Regions from separate parts of the Mus musculus genome. Here region 2 is linked to region 1. A link is a contact called in public ChIA-PET data. All regions are on one chromosome and are shown on one strand. Each heading gives the region's core, a stretch centred on a gene start, on an enhancer-like site or on the middle of the called end of the contact. The rest is flanking DNA. Distances are from core to core; before and after follow the strand shown. Region 1 has its middle 10 kb from the start of 1700018A23Rik. Region 2 has its middle 42 kb from the start of Gm38404.

Region 1 (4,018 bases), core at 811-3,310:
CTATTTCATGACTGTAGAATTGTTCCCTGGGGCAATGACAGAGTACTCTGTTCCCTACCTCTCAGCGATCATATGCTTTTTCCCTGAAAACAGTTATCTATTTTGTGTAGTTTTGCAGATGCTTTTGAGAGGAGACCAATCTTGTCTCAGGCGTTCCATTATAGCCTGAAGCAGGAGATGACTCCAGATCATTAAAAAAGAAGAAGAAGAAGAAAAGTACAGCACTGACTCGTCCTAATTGCTCACCAATTCACTTTGATCTAGTACAGGGGTAGCCTTTTCTCTAACCCATCAGTCTAGCCTTCTCTCACCTGCCTGAAAGCCTACAGTGTCTTGTCCTAAGTGCACCATTCAATGTTCGTACAGATGAGTAGTTTCTCCTTAAATTATTTAACGCCTTACTGGGATGAGATGGCAGCTTAGCTGTCCACTGACAGTTGGTAGGCAAGGCAATCATTCAAGTTACCACTCGCCCGTCCAATCACACCCCGCCCGAGAACTGTGTTAGAAGGCTTACACAAGTGAATCACATGATCATACCCAGCTGCCTGTGCTGCATCAGCCCAGATGGTGGGAGCTTCCCCATGAAACTCCCAACCAGCAAAATCAACGAGAAGAAAAGACAAATGGATGAAAACCCACCGTTTAGTTTTCTTCTCCTCTGTTGCCTTATTCTGCAGTCTATACTGGTCTGATGTCCAGGAGAATGCTTTCCTTTCCTCTGTGCCAGCTTCTTCCCTTATGGTCACTCAGTGCTGGAACATTACTTGCAGAGTTCTCTGACTTTACCTCTTTCCGAGATTAAATGCCCATCAACCATATTGAGTGCTCCGTTGCATTTCCTAATTTGCAGCGTCTACAAATACATGCGGTTAGGATACAATCCAGTTCTGTACAAAGATCCTTTCTCTTTTGTTGCTGTGGTGGAGGGATATGGCTGAGCCCCTTGACTTTCGTGGGAGGGAGCATCCTTAAGCTGAGGAATCCTCTTACTGGCAATCATACATACCTTAGGATTTCTTCTTGGGTTGTACTGTCTGGTGTCTCCTCTCCTGGCTGAAGCCATCCAAACACTCATGTCTGTGCCATACACAGAATTCAACACTATGATACCTACCTGCAACCAATCCAGACAAACAGTAAAGTTATTTCTGGGATACAGGAAAACTGTCTGCGGGCTATCTGCCCTAAACCAGAAACCACAGCACAAAGAAGCATGCTTAAACAATCTCAGGACTTGGGAGGCTGAGGCAAGGGGATTGTCAGAAGGTTGAGGCCAGCCTGGGCTACAAAGTGAGTTCCAAGCCAGCTGTGAGTCTAAACGAAAGGAAAACCCCAAACAGAATATAAAATACAAACCTTCAGAACTGGGAGTGGTGGCTCACACCTATAATCCCAGCTCTAGGAAAGTAGATGCAGATGTAGCTCAAGATCAGCTTCTACTACATATCAAGGTCAAGGCCAGCCCAGGCTACCTGCTACCCTGTGTCTAAAGGCAAACTCCCAAAGAATCCACTGAGGATGTTCCAGACGCATCAGGCCCAAGAGGCCGCGCTACGAGGACAGAGTGCTTAGTAGACAGACTTTTCAAATGGGGACGTGGGCTAACTCTGAGATGCCTCTAGGGGCTTTTAGAAACGCTTACGGAGATCTTGCACAGCATGGATTCCTGTAACAGATCCCTTAATACAGTATTTTGAAATGCCCATGTTATTTGGGCTGTAAGTGGCCCATGATGGTGGTTAGGTCAGTTAGGTCTCCTATTTAGAGAGCACAGGAACCTAAGTCATGTTTAAACTCCTCCACCTCCCATTATTATTGGTCTATTTTTAATTTTCAGTTGTTTTAGGGGTGGGGATAGAGCCCAAGGCCTGGTGCAGGACAAGCAAGCAGCCATCACTGAGGTACCCAGCCCTAGCCAGAATTTTATAAGCAACTTTTTTGTATAACACTTTGTCTTTCAGAATGTCTTTCTTTTTTAAAAAACATAAAACCACAGTGATGACAATATCTTATGTTTCCTGAATGTGCCGAGCCTTTGACAAGGTTGGCTCGCACCTCATAACCACACTGCAGAGGAAATGGTTGATTTGTTTCACTTTTTGAAAACAAGGTTTCACTGTATAGTCCCAGATAACCCCGAACTTGTGGCAGTCATCCTGCCTCAGCCTCTCGAGTGCCAGGATTCAGGGAAAACCTCACTGTGCCTAGCTTGTTTGCCTGTTTATTGTAGCACTAGGGCTCCAACCTAGGCCCTTGCCCATGCTAGGCAAACACAAACCACTGAGCTATATCCCAAATCCTAGTCGGTGTTATAAACTCTCATTTTATAGATAAGAAAAATAGTTCAGAGAGGTAAACTAAATTGCTTTAGTTTCCCTAACTAGTGAGTAATGAACTTAATTTCTTAAACAACCCATACCCTTTCCAGCACTCTCTGGATGCCTGTGGTGGTCTAATCTATAGACCAGAGTTACCATAATTAACCTATCAATCACTACAAATTATTTCATTAATACGCTTATGGTTGTGACATCTAGGGATGTTGGTGGTAGTGATTATAGCACTTTGAATACTAATGGCTCAAATAGGGTTTTGAGTATCTTGTTACCAGTTGGTGGAACTATTTGGGAGGGATTGGAGGCTGTAGCGCTGCTGTTGGAGGAGCTGTGTCTCAGGGGTTGATCTTTGAGGTTTCAAGAGATTTGTGGGATTCGCAGTGCACTCGTGTAGCTGCCAGCGACCACGGGGTACTGAGTTCCTGAAAGCAAAGATGGGGGTTTGGATGGGAAAGGCTTCGAGAGAAATAAGGAGCCAAGACAAAGTTCTCTGATCAAGGCCAATGTTGACTTATGAGTGTGAGCTTATAAAGGGGTGGGGACCACCCATCCCCCACCAGGCCAGCATCTCATTGCTTTGTCAGGATCACATCAGGAAGACAGGTTCAGTCTCTCAGCAGTAGTGGCATCTTGGAGGAAACCACAGATGTGGCAGGACAATAGACTTTACCTAGGTTGGAAGACTCCACCCTAGATGGGCTAGCTGGCTGTGGCAAGCTAGGTTTGAGGCAGCCTGCTCAAGGCTGGGGGAAGAACACACACTTCCAGCAATGGGACAAGGGGCTCTCAGAGGCTCAGCAGAGAGAGGCCCAGGACTTATTCCTCGAGTTGGTTCGCAACGTGTTCTTCAGTAACTAGTTGCCCTGTAACCGCAGCATCCTTGACACCCGTGATGCCAGGGAGTACCCTTTTATATTGATATGTGGCGGTTACCCTTTAGTCATTAGCTGATGGCTGGTTCCTTGTTTTCAGGTCTGGGCTACTGTGAATAACGCTGTCATGTTTTGCCTTTTATTTTATTTGTTATTGTTATTATTATTATTATTTGTTTTTTTCGAGACAGGGTTTCTCTGTGTAGCCCTGGCTCTCCTGGAACTCATGCTGTAGACCAGGCTGGCCTTGAACTCAGAAATCCGCCTGCCTCTATCTCCCAAGTGCAGGGATTAAAGGTGTGCACCACCACGCCTGGCCTTATGTTTTGCCTTTTAATGAATTGGAGTTAGGGTTTGATATACACGTACTAATACACAAACATGAAGGTTAAGGGGGAAAGAGGCAACCGAGACACACCCCAAAGCATGGGTGTGGTCTCAAGGAGGGTTGTTTCCTGTGCAAGGCCATATGAGAACAAATGGAGGTCTTCATTTTGTAGACGTTGTAGCAGAGTTGCTGTGTTGTATGGTAACTCTGTTTTTAGCCTTTTGAGGGCCTGCCCGCCTGTTTCCTAAATGGGGCTACATAATTAGTTATATTCTGTCCCACAGGGTTGAGCAGATTCTTGTTGCTTGCCTTTTGTTTTTGAAGGAGAACCAGGAAATCAAGGCGTTATGTTCTGAGCTACATAGATCTCTGCCTCCAAGAGTTGGTGATTACTGGGGCGGACCACCCTGCCTGGCAGAAGCCAGGTCTGGTTTGGGCGTTGAACCCAGGGCCTTGTGAATGTACAAAAGCATGCCACC
Region 2 (4,018 bases), core at 436-2,935, 450 kb before region 1:
GGAAAAGGAGGGGACAGGTCCATCAACCTCTCCTGACCCCGCCCCCGACCCCGCCCCCCAGCAGTGGTTTCTGTTCCTAGCATCTTTGTACTGAAGATGGGCCCGTGGACAAGGATGGCTCCAGCATCAATACATTCCTAGAAGGACAGTGTCGTGATCACCGTTCCTTTGCTATGAATCACATGGCCAAGCAAAGACCCTGATACTTCCAAGTCCATTCACAGGAAGGCAGTGCCCCAGCTCTCTGCCCCAGTTCTCTGCCCCAGCCTTTGGGAAGACTCCTGGTCTGAAAGTAGGGAAGAATTCTAGAGGTCTTTTCAGCCATGCCCCTGCCTCCTGGAATGTCTACAACTCATCTGATGTGAAGCCCAGGGAGTCTGTGTAACAAACTAAGCATTCAGGAGGGGACAAGAACCTGGTGGCCTTTTCATTTTCCACTACAAGGGGCTACAGAAGAGAAGGCAGGGAAAGGAGAAAAAAACCTCTCCCTACCAGTCTCTTCTTCTTCCTTTGTTTCCAAGTCAGGGGTCATGTCTGCCCTACCTGTCACTGTCTTCATCCTGTGAGGACTGTCATCCTGACAGACTCTGTATTCCCCGAGGAGGCAAGCCTCTAGGCACACCTGGGAGGGATTTCCTAGATTGGGCTAGCCTCATGCTCTGTGAGCCACTCTCTTCATTAGATTGAGGTGGGAAGACTCACCCTGAATATGGGTGTCACCGTCCCCTGGCCTGGGTCCTGGGCTGAATAAAAAGGAGATATCAAGCCAAACACAACGTTCATCTGGCTTCCTGCTCTCTGACTCTGCCGGTACAATGTGATCAGTTGCCTCAAGCTTCCGACTCCCCTGCCCTGATGGATTGCACCCTGCAACTGTGAGCCAAAGTCTTTCCTTCCTTCCTTAAATTGCTTTTGTCGGGGTATTTTGTCATAGCAGCAGAACGGTAACTAGCACGCCCCCTACTGGCCACAAATCTATAACACCCACCGCTGCTGGAAGCCATCATTCTCTCTCAATAGTGGCAACTGCTCTGCTGGCGGCCAGCATCACTCTGCCTTAGAAACCGAATCTTTCACTTTGGGCCATTCAGTGTTTGCAGTAACTCCGCTCTGGGAGTGTTTTATGATTGTCCCTTCAACAAGCAGAAAACTGCGGACCAGCAAAATAAGACAAAGCCCTCCAGCTTGCTTTCCCACTACATAGACATACAGGCACCCCTTGGAATGATTTCCACAGGGAAATTTCGAGGAACCCAGGCACCCTCTGCTACCTCCTGATGAACAGGAGGGGCACACTGGCAGGCCACAGCACAGTGAACTGCCCCAACACCCCATGGGAAGGGCCGTGAGGTGTTCCCTCCAGAATGTTGACTGTCATTTCCCCTGGCTTAATTGCAAGGCAGGCATTAACGGACCCAGAGAGTCAGCGTCCTTCACAGTCGCCTGCAGAAGCGCTGGAATTTCTGAGCTTCCTCAGAGATGAGCAAGGTCCTGGGGAAAAGGGCTGGGGAGGGGGGGAGGCGCGGGGAGTCCAGGGGCCAGTGCCCCTCAGGTCGGTATTCCGGAAACATCCCGGTCACTTTGGATTCGGCAGCGCAGGAAGGAAGGTTCTTGTTAGCGCCCAGTTTCCTGTGGGCAGGAGGATGATCTCAAACAGCTCCCAGCGCCTGGGCCGGCAGCCAGCTGTCTTGGATGGTCAGAAGGTGAAATTTGAATGCTGGTGAATGGGAGAGCGGAAGTTCAGCAAGACTGAGCTGAGCCCCATTCATGAAAAAGATCTAGTCTCACTTCCTTATTGCCAGGAGTCGTGTGTGTGTGTGTGTGTGTGTGTGTGTGTGTGTGTGTGTGTGTGTGTGTGTGTGTGTGTGTGTTGTCTGCTCATGGGAGAGCGAACAACTACTTTCTGTCTCATTTCTTCCCCAGACTCCCACTCTTCCTTTTTTTTTTTTTTTTCCTGTCTCAAAATACGAAGCTTATCCTCAGGAAACTGCCAAAAAATGTGTAGCTGGTCTGTGGTTTGCCAAAAAAACGAAAGAAAAAAAAAAGATAAATTCATGCAAAAAGCAGCATCCCACTTCCCCAAGCCTGCGAGCTCTCCCTTCTCTGAGTCTGTCTCTGTCTGTCTTTCAGTCTCTCCACTCTCTGTGTCTCTGTCTTTCTCTTCTCTTCTCTTCTCTTCTCCTTCTCCTTCTCCTTCTCCTTCTCCTTCTCCTTCTCCTTCTCCTTCTCCTTCTCCTTCTCCTTCTCCTTCTCCTTCTTCTTCTCTCTCTCTCTCTCTCTCTCTCTCTCTCTCTCTCTCTCTCTCTCTCTCTCTCTCTCTCTTCCTCTCCTTGTGGTCCTCTATTCCAGCCCCTCCTAGCTTAGAGTGGTAAAATTAACCCCTAGGGGGTGCTGGACTGTGAACTACGGTAAAGGCTGACCCCAGGGAACCATTCTGAAGCTAAACATGGGCTTTCTCTGGGTAAAAGTTCATGGCCATACAAGGCTCTGGGAGGCCCACCGTGAGCAGCCAAGCACCCAGTCAGCCACACTTACTCCCAGAATCACTGGAACCTTGCAGCCATTTGGGTAAGAGCATGATGACCCCAAAGTCCTCGAAAGGGCGAGAGAGAGAGAGAGAGAGAGAGAGAGAGAGAGAGAGAGAGAGAGAGAGAAACAGAGAGAGGGCGATGTGAAACTCCCATACTTGTCTCTTGGGTCTCAGTCAAGAAATGCTTAGTGAGCATCCCTAACTTCACAGCAACGTTGGAGGTGGTGCACCTGCCACCACCGTTGAGGGCACTTCTTGGGCATAGCAGGTGGAAGGGCACTACGGTACTTTCCCCACCTGTAGCCAACGTTCTTTGTTGTTGACACCCCAAGAAACCTCAGTCTTGTTGATCCTGTGCCTTTATGACAATTCTCACTCATGACAACCTCTCAGGGAGTGTGGAAAGGGATGCTATGAGTACTAATATCTTCAGTCCACTGGTGACCCAACGCCGTTTAGATGTCAGGGATTTCTAGACTCCTATCTTTTGTGTTGTTCAAGTAGTACTGACAACTTCAAGAGCTACTGTGACGATCTGGAGAAATGGCTCAGCTGGTAATGCTTCTTGTGCAAGCATGAGGACTCGAATTCCCATCCCCAACACCCAACATAGAAATGGGGTGAGATGTCGGTGACCCCTGTGTTAGAGGGCAGGGTAGAGACAGGTGGATGCTGAGGCTTGGTGGCCAGCCAGCCCAGGTGAATCAGTGAGCTCCAGGCTCAGGGGCAGAAGTTGTCTCAAAAAAATAAGGAGCAGAAACTATTATTCCTGACAACCTACTGTGGACTTCAGGCTTCCGTGCATGGATTGGATGGACGTGCACTTGTGTGCACAGACAGACAGACACTGATGGACAGATACACACACACACGGGAGCAGGGGTAGAAAGAGAGCTATATTTATCTTTTCCCATCTGGAGTTATTCTTCACCATGTTGAACAGAAGGGGGGAGGGGAGAGGTGGTGCCATCTGTCAAGTTCCCTGCCAAGGGGCTCCTCCAGGAAACATGCCACCCCACCTCAGTGCCCCTGGTTTTCCTTGACCCTGGCTCTGGCCATGCAATACACATCCATTAGGGTGTGTCTTACGATTTCAGGAGGACAACAAACCCCAGGTGAAGCTGTAAGGAGTAGGGAATCTCACCAGCCTTCACTTCCTCCCTCCCCCATTCCCCACCTCCCCAAGCTGCCCACCAACAGTGAAAAAGAGGAAACATCTGGCCAGGCTTCAGCTCCCTCACCCTAGTGCCAGGGGAGCTTGTGGGAAGAGATGGCAAAAGATGGAAGGTCTTGCAACCTTGAAATAAACCAACGGTCCAGCTATTGTCCTCCCTCCCCCTACATTAGCTTTCAATAGGAACAGCCCCACCCAGTCACCACATAGCAGGCAGGCTGCTACTTTCTGTTTCAGAACCCTAAGGGATCCTGCCTTAAGTGGGTTCCAGGATGTCTTTACTAAGGTGATGACAGTATTGATGGTCATAGGGC

Evidence for each region. ChIA-PET counts read pairs in DNA pulled down with a chosen protein or histone mark.
Region 2: an RNA polymerase II ChIA-PET map of memory CD8 T cells shows a contact between it and region 1, with 10 read pairs. The contact joins two enhancer-like sites. A contact is called at or near these places in 1 of 484 Hi-C or Micro-C datasets (embryonic stem cells) and 1 of 115 datasets of contacts at active chromatin or transcription factors (memory CD8 T cells).

Annotation. Positions count from the first base shown.
Region 1 is chr6:126,809,728-126,813,745 of GRCm38.p6, reverse strand. It overlaps the pseudogene Gm29788. Among named protein-coding and RNA genes, the nearest start is that of 1700018A23Rik, 10 kb to the left of the region's middle. Within about 2 kb of position 2,060, at least 25 of the 459 cell types and tissues checked have an H3K27ac peak or open chromatin away from gene starts, as enhancers often do. A contact at or near this core is called in memory CD8 T cells, where this site is marked.
Region 2 is chr6:127,263,953-127,267,970 of GRCm38.p6, reverse strand. No RefSeq gene overlaps it. Among named protein-coding and RNA genes, the nearest start is that of Gm38404, 42 kb to the left of the region's middle. Within about 2 kb of position 1,685, at least 175 of the 459 cell types and tissues checked have an H3K27ac peak or open chromatin away from gene starts, as enhancers often do. A contact at or near this core is called in memory CD8 T cells, where this site is marked.